Linked DNA regions of Oryzias latipes: region 1 is linked to region 2. The links are chromatin contacts, called in public Hi-C maps. All regions are on one chromosome and are shown on one strand. The core of a region is the stretch at or near the end of the contact, and the rest is flanking DNA. Distances in the headings are between cores, read along the strand shown.

Evidence for each region. Hi-C and Micro-C count contacts between places; a contact is called where the count stands out from the background.
Region 1: a Hi-C map of gastrula embryo shows a contact between it and region 2, with 1.9 times the contacts expected there. The contact joins the promoter of pim3 here to the enhancer-like site in region 2. A contact is called at or near these places in 3 of 5 Hi-C or Micro-C datasets (embryo and gastrula embryo).

The regions. Positions count from the first base shown.
Region 1 is chr23:7,256,796-7,260,639 of ASM223467v1, forward strand. pim3 (serine/threonine-protein kinase pim-3) reads left to right here and starts at 1,569. Exons shown (of 6, transcript XM_004082907.4): 1 at 1,569-2,047; 2 at 2,134-2,243; 3 at 2,324-2,374; 4 at 2,473-2,836; 5 at 3,362-3,538; 6 at 3,685-3,844. The coding sequence starts at 1,963.
Region 2 is chr23:7,067,251-7,071,450 of ASM223467v1, forward strand. No RefSeq gene overlaps it. Among protein-coding and RNA genes, the nearest start is that of LOC111946918, 66 kb to the left of the region's middle. Within about 2 kb of position 2,736, at least 5 of the 8 cell types and tissues checked have an H3K27ac peak or open chromatin away from gene starts, as enhancers often do. A contact at or near this core is called in embryo and gastrula embryo, where this site is marked.

The DNA of each region.
Region 1 (3,844 bases), core at 319-2,818, 190 kb after region 2:
AATAAAAGGACTATGTTCACATGTTCCTCAATAACCAACTAATGTTAGAGCAGCTGTTACTGTTCTGTGATCAAATGTTACTTTGTGTTCTCGCAAGGTAAGCGAGATCTGGGGTTAAACTGACTTTCATTTTTGAGTAATGCAGACATTTCACAGACACTGTATTTTAACTCATAATACCTTTCAATATAAAATATTTTTAAAAATGATTGAGTTTAGATTTTTTTTCAAATTTAAGTCTTTTTTTGTTCAGAACCGATGTTTGTATAAATTTAAGCCTGGATACAATTAAAAAAGAGAGCTTGGAAGTTTGGAACCCCATCCAAAGCCTTTTTTGAAAATTTGAACATTGTCATTCATTCTAGTACTTGTGCATATGATGTTTATATGTAAGGTTTTATGAAAAGTTCAATTTAAGCATGCTAGGTACACTGCAAAACCAAGCCCAGTAGAATTAAGTAAAAAAAAAATCTTAAAATGTCTACATTTTTCTTTACATAAGCAAAATCTACCAATGTGGTAAAAACAACTGTATCACCAAAAATTCTATGTAAAATTAAAGTCATTGAGACATGATTCCTTGAACTTATTATTATTTTGCAATTGAAAAACTTTCTTAAGAAAATATTTTTTCTTGCAACTCAGAAAATAAGATTTTTTTTCCTTTAAACGAGGGTCTTTTCGTGTTCTTTAAATTTGAGTTATTGCAGTGTAGCGTGTTTAAAGTATAGTCTAAACATTAATGACCTTACAGTGCAAACTAGAACTCCAATGTGCGGAAAAAAAGCTGTTTCTCCTTAACAAAAATGTTTACTTAAATTAATACAGCAATTCCTTTTACCGTCTTTTTAGTTACTTTAAATATATTTACATATATGTTTTTACTGCTGCTAATTAATATCGTTTTATTTTTTTTCAATGCTCCAACAATTTGTATTTGTTTGATCAATAAAATGCCAACTAATGGCGGAAACAATATTAGCTAGTAATTTTGTCACTGTATAGTAAAAGGTTTGACAAATAGTAAACAAACTGTTCAAGGAAGTGAAGTGACATTGTGCTTCACAGCAACTTTAAAGAGATAATAATTAGTTGGAATGCCAATAAAAGCTGAACTTTACACTCAATCCATTTTGTCTGTAGCTGCAGAAAAACAGGGGAAAGGGGAAAGGGGGGTCTACAGGAGTTGCCGCCACGTGTGCTCAAACGCTTGCTTTACTGTGAAAGCGAGCTCCGGATTGGTCAGGAGACGGAGCACGTTATTTATAGAAACGATTTGATTGGCTGTCGCCGTTGAGTGCAGAGGGAACACAGCGCAAAGCTTCCAGACAAGGGATTCCTGAGCGTCTCGTACTATGAAAAAATAGTGCAGTGCTAAATTTATTATATCGCTGGAGAATTTGATTAAGAGTGTAATTTAATAATAGAATACGCTTATTGGTGGGACGGAGGGTGATATTTGTCAAAAACATAGACTGTAAGGTTGAAATTAGACGAAAGTGTCGGTTTGTATTGGTGGCGGAGGGATACAACGAGAGGGGTTGCGCGTCAAAATATTGGCTTGGGAAGACCGCGCCAAAGCTCAGACAGCGGCCACTCTCTGGGATAATAACATACCGTAGTGGCCATTTAAACGGCGAGTACTACAGCTGCATCGCGTTGAAGAGTTTACTTCTTTATTTTTTTTCTTACAAAAGCGGACCCTTTTTTATTTGCGCCGGAACAAAGTGGCCAGATTAATGCTGGTTGTCGGCTGAGCTGGCAGCGACTTCACGGTCGTGACACGACTTTGACGGGCGCGGTGCGGCGGAGTTGGCGCACTGCTGGACTGGATTTACTTCACTGCAGCCGCACCATTGCAGAAACTGCGCCTCTTCTTAAATTCTATCTTTATTTTTGTGTGGGAAAGATTCCTCTAGATAGTCACTCAAGAACCGTTTACAGTTGATTTTCCGCTCGAATATGCTGCTTACAAAGTTAGGTTCATTTTCGCACATTTGCAATCCTTCAAGTATGGACCATATTCCAGTGAAGATACTCCCGCCGGGTATGTTGCCTTCAATGACCGTCGTTTTTTTTAAGATGAAAGAAGCTCCTTAACGATTTTAATTAAATTAATATTTTTCCTTGCAGTTAAAGTGGAGAAGGAGCCCTTCGAGAGGGTTTACCAGGTGGGGTCGGTGCTGGGCAGCGGAGGGTTTGGGACGGTGTATGCCGGCAATCGGATCTCCGATGGCGCGCCGGTAAGGACATGGCGAACTTTGTGTTTTCATCCCCCCATGTGGTTCGGTCGACCTTAACAACGTGTGCTTTGTTGTTCCAGGTTGCTGTGAAACACGTCGCGAAGGAAAGGGTGACAGAGTGGGGTTCAATTGTAAGTCCCCGTGTGATTTGTTTTGGTCCCTGCCACCCCCGCGATTTGTCACCGGGGGGTCTCTTCTGTTACTTTAAAAATCTCAATTGTTGTCGCAGAACGGAGTCATGGTTCCGTTGGAGATCCTGCTGCTGAAGAAGGTCAGCTCGTCTTTTCGGGGAGTTATCAAACTGCTGGATTACTACGAGCGGCCGGACGGCTGGCTCATCGTCATGGAGAGGCCCGACCTGGTCAAGGACCTGTTCGACTTTATCACCGAGAAGGGAGCCCTGGACGAAGGCACGGCGCGCGGCTTTTTCCGCCAGGTTTTGGAGGCGGTCCGACACTGCTACAGCTGCGGCGTCGTCCACCGGGACATCAAAGACGAAAACCTGCTGGTGGATTTACGCACCGGGGAGCTCAAATTGATCGATTTTGGTTCAGGGGCCATTCTGAAGGACACGGTCTACACGGATTTTGACGGTGAGGAATCATTTTTATCCTTCTTGTTGGCTGTAGCGTTTATTGTTTTTATGGTCGTGGATATGCATTAAGCTAGGTGTCGCGCGTGCCCTTTCCTGCCGCGCTATATTGAGACGCGGAGGCGTTCACTGCCGCGTGACGCAGTGTTCTGTTTTTGGTGGAGGGTTTTCCTCGCCAAGTCTCCCGGTCTGTTGGTGAAAATATCACCGAGGTGACTCAGATTTTTCATGCAAAACAGAAATATGTGACTGTGCTGTTTATCTTTTGCTGTTTCCGGTCATTAGTTTGTCGCCGTCTGAGTCACGGTGCCACGTAACATCTGTTTGTTGTGAAACCCGAGCCGGCGGCTCACGTGATTGGCTCACGTTGGGATCTAAATTCCTCCTTTCATGAGGGAGGGGGGGTTACGAGACACAAAGGGTGGGGGCGCTTTATTTCTTTATTTGGCTTTTATGTGAAGGCTGAAAAGTGATGCATTCGCTGTCACTCAACCTCCCCGCTTTTTCCTCTTTTGTTTTCTTGCAGGTACAAGAGTTTACAGCCCACCTGAGTGGATCCGTTTCCATAGATACCACGGTCGCTCGGCAACAGTGTGGTCGCTAGGCGTGCTGCTGTACGACATGGTGTGTGGAGACATCCCCTTTGAGCAGGATGAGGAGATCCTCAGAGGAAAAGTCTACTTCAGGAGGAGGGTCTCACCTGGTAAGTCACAGGGTCTCAAACAGAGTGGCTCTGACGCCACCTAGCTGTAACCGGTGGTACTACACCAACCCCACTCTGCAGATTTTCTTAAATTAATTTTGGGTGACATAATAGTGATGTGTGACGCATTCTGTCACCTCCCTCAGAGTGCCAGCAGATCATCAAATGGTGCCTGGCGCTGCGACCCTCCGACCGGCCCACTCTGGACCAGATTTGCGACCACCCCTGGATGAGGATGGCGTCCGAATCGCCCAAGTCCTCAGAGGAGCCGGCGGCCGGAGAGATCCGCCTACGAACCATCGGCAC
Region 2 (4,200 bases), core at 1,486-3,985:
CACAACTGACAGTCTTTATTCTCAAAAGTTGATCTTTAGCGATAACGAACTACATGTTCTTTTTAAGTTGAATGAACTCAAAAAAAATGATTTATTTTCACCAAACGAAATAATTAAGTTAGATCAATGTAAAAAAGTTAATCTTTCCAACTACATCCCAAATACTCTTTTTTAGAGTGAGGGAAGTCTCACATGTCCCAGGAATGGGTGGACCATGGACCGAGATTCCTGGCTGTGGCTCTGAACTGATTTGATGCTAGCACGCGCAGATTGTTGAATTCACTTGCACAGCAAATAAAATGAAATGCAAGAAAGAAAGTCACTATTTGCACGTAATTTTCCAAATATGTGCGGCCAGTGCTGAACTTTTTTCTTGGCCACAGGGACCCAGAGGAAGGGTAAATTTTAGGATTACGGGTTAGGGTGTGTTTTTACACCGTGGCAGAGGCTACCAGTTTTAATGTTAAGGCAATGGTACAGACGTGATCTGAGGTTCTGAGGTGCGATTTGAGCAACTAGCATGGTGCCAAGGTCTGGCAGCTGCCCCATTAGAGCGGTGAACTCTGGCAAGGTCACCGCTGTTACAAGGACAGGCAGACGACTGGATCCAAATGCAGCAGGTTTATTAGCCCAGCTAAAAGTCCATAAAGCTAAATCAGGGTCAGGCCGGCAGGGGTCAATAACGGGCATAAGATCATCAGAGGAGAGACGGGATGGTCAAAATACAGGGGAGAGTCGGGCAGGCGGCAGGTAACAGTCAGAAACAGGGTCAGGAGACAGAAGATCACGTCCAGATATAACGCTAACCGTTTAGGGACTCAACTTTGTGCACGTGACGTTTTCAGCGACAGCGGGTAGAACACACATCCAATATGGTGGATTGATCCGGTAGTTCTCCTTAACTTCCATTCATTTTAGCAACCTGCTGTAACCTCTTGGGAGCAGCGGGGTTTCCTGAGCCCGTCCCTACTAATGTTGGGTGAAGACACCTTAGACAGTCTGTCGCAGGGCGCATGGGGCTGAAGTCAACGCGATCACTGTGTCACCTCCCGGGAGGCGAGCTGGTGACCAGACAGACACCCGCTGCAGGATGGGGAGCCAGCCTGGTCCTGTCATTTTTCTTATTTTCCGTGAGACAATAAGAAAAAAGGTCTCCTAATTTTATTCTAGTTTTAAATGCTAAATGTCTTAATGATGTATTCTTTGCAATACAGTCACTAAGCATTAAAAATGTGTGTATCAAATTTGAGACAGTGGGTAAATCAGGTGCTTTTATTTTCCTAAACACTGACAGTATTTTTAAATCCTAAACTTACATTGTTGTTTGTGAAAAACTTAGCAAAACACTCAAATGTGCCATAATTGCTACTAAAAATTTGTTTTTTTTGTGTGTGGATTCCATCAAATGGTTAACAAACCATCTTAATTTTAAAAAAATCAGAATTTTTCGTCAATTCTTTGATGTAGTGGACTTTACGGGGTTAAACGCTGCTGTTAAACTGGAGTTATTTTTCAGGGGGGGCACTTTGCACGTCCAGCTGCTCTGAACATGCACTTGCACTCACACCTTTCTAGCTGATCCACACTTCATCCAGATGTCAGTCACGGCCCTCGACAAGCCGCCGCCTCCTTCAGCTGCTGGAACAATGCGTCACAAACAACACAAAGAGCCAGACACTTGTCACCACCAAGGATCCCGTCTGCGCCTCCTGGGTGCCCCACCCTACCTTAACCCACCCCCATCCCCTCTTTCTCTGTCTTCCTTCAATCAGCATTTTGTCGGCAGTTGTCCTTTTTAAAAAAAAACAAAACAAAAGAAAAAACATTTTCAATATGCTTCCATTCAGACTGGGTGAGTCACCTTTGCCGCCGCACATGCCCCAACCATGTGCGACTTATCATTTGGATGGCGTATCCTCTGCTTTTTCACTGAAGCGTTCAGAGCCACGTGGGCAAGGCCTCCTGTGCGAACCGATGGGTAGTGCGTGTGCACGCGCACAAACGAACACACGTGTGCGTTCTTTTTTTCTTTTCTTCAAAACAGCCATCCTGAGGACCCCCAGAAAAAAAAAAAAAAAGGCGGGAGATGTCGATCTGAAGGGTGGATCCTTGTTGGTGGTGGGGGAGGAGGAGCGCAGTCAGGAGTCAGAGCAGATGGCAGACTCCACTGCACAACCCCCCCCCCCCACACACACACACTCACACCCACCTTCTCCTATCTACATCTCCTCCCCAGAGACGCCTCAGCAGGTTATGGAGTAAGGGCAATTAACAGCAGTGTAAGGGTGGTGTGTGTGTGTGTATGGGGGGGTACCCTTACATCCGCCTATTACGGGGCTGACGCACCCACCTTTCACCTTATGATGCTTGACATCTGTCCGTCAAAAGTCTCCATTTCTACATAAAATTAAAACCTTTCCATATTTTTTCACATGTGGCGAGCTTGGGCAGTGATGCACATGTGCCCCCTCCCCCCCCGCCCCCCACCCCCACCAATAATAAGAGCAACAGCTTTTTCACAGAAGCACAGAAAGAGGCCTTTAACCAGTTTCTGCATTCTGAGGTTTTTCCTGGAAAGAAGTGCATAATTTCCAAGCGTCCATAATAATCCCGTAATCCCTGCAATCAGCGCCATCTTTACCCCTCCCCCTGCTTTCACCCCCTCCCCCCCTTCTCTCCCCCTCCCCGCCCAGTGGCACGGCCTGTCATGTCCAGCCCATGATTAGAATAATAAGACTAATTAAATCCATATTGCTGTTGCTGTCTCTCGAGCACGCCGGCGTGTTCGGGCAGGAGCGCGCCCCGGCTCTGCCGCGCGGCACTGGAGCCCGGCTCCAGACGTGACAGTGGGTTACTGTGGAAAAAAAAAGCCCTTTTAAAACATAAACAGGCCATTACAAACGCTCAGCTGTTTTGAATGGAAGCTCTTTGGGCTTCACAAACAGACAGCATGTATAGACTTTCCATTTAAGGCTGCGTCCAAGAGTGAGACTCTTAAAAGGCCAAGAGAGGGAACAGTCACACTGTGTATAAACACGGGGAGAGAAAAGGGCTGTAAAAGGAGGGAGAATTGCAATATTGTGTGTCAGCACAGGGACACGGATTGGTTGGAGAGCTGAGGGAATATAATAGCTTACTGTATAAACATGGGAAAGAAAAAATCCTGCAGAGATAAACGCTGAAAAACAGGGCCCCAGTGTCCCACCCCTACGTGAAAATACAAGGGCTCAGGGGATTTTCAAATGATCCTGTACAGACCGCAATAGAGGAACATTAACATTTCTTTTAGATTCAAGTGTTTTGTATCAAATAACCACAACTATTCACGCAGACTGTAATCTGTATAGTTGTGAGGAAGAAAAAGACGTCATAGTGCCCTCGGGAAAGACACAAATCCCCAAACTGACCTAAATCTGCTAATATATGATGGTATCGGCCAAGCATCGTAGAGTCAAGCTCTTGTTAATGAGCAATTCATAGTATCAGAGCATATACGCATGACTGTTCTCTCATAAGGGGGTTGAACTGTACGGTGGGCTTTCGGATTGACCGGCCCCATGGAGGCTACCTGGGACGTTGTGAAAAAGAAACCTACCATTGTCATGCGTGTGGTGATTGCATTGACTCTTATAAGAGAAGTGGATTGAGTGATTCCTCCCCCCTCCGTGTTCCAAACTGGCTTTTTGGAACCAGTGGGTGCTTCCTAACTCCCATAGAGTTCTATTGAATAAACAGCTATCACTCAGTCATTCTATTTGCCAGAAGAACATTTCTTTCTCTGCAACCTTTTTTTAATTGTGTTCTTGCTAATACTAATATTTTTCGTGATATTTTATAAATTGACCAATCAGATGCCTCAACAAAACTAGGCGGTATGTCGTCAAACGTGCAAAACATTTGATTGACAGATTTCGTGCGTTGGCAAGAGTGGTTGACTCAGACCAATCACTGCTTATGGACGTTGCCTGGTTCAACACGATAGTGTCCGTATCGCAAAAAAATGGTAACTAAGCTGGAAGTAAAACATTTCTCACTCTGTCCAATTCTATTATACAGTCAATTGGTAGGTGTATCATGAATTACTCATGTGGCTAACGCGAGTTGCACTCACTTACATTGTATGCTTTAACGGTGATGCTGTTGCACAGTGCCCTAACACCACACTCCAGTCTTTAGTAAGGTGCGAGTACCTGCCCCGTA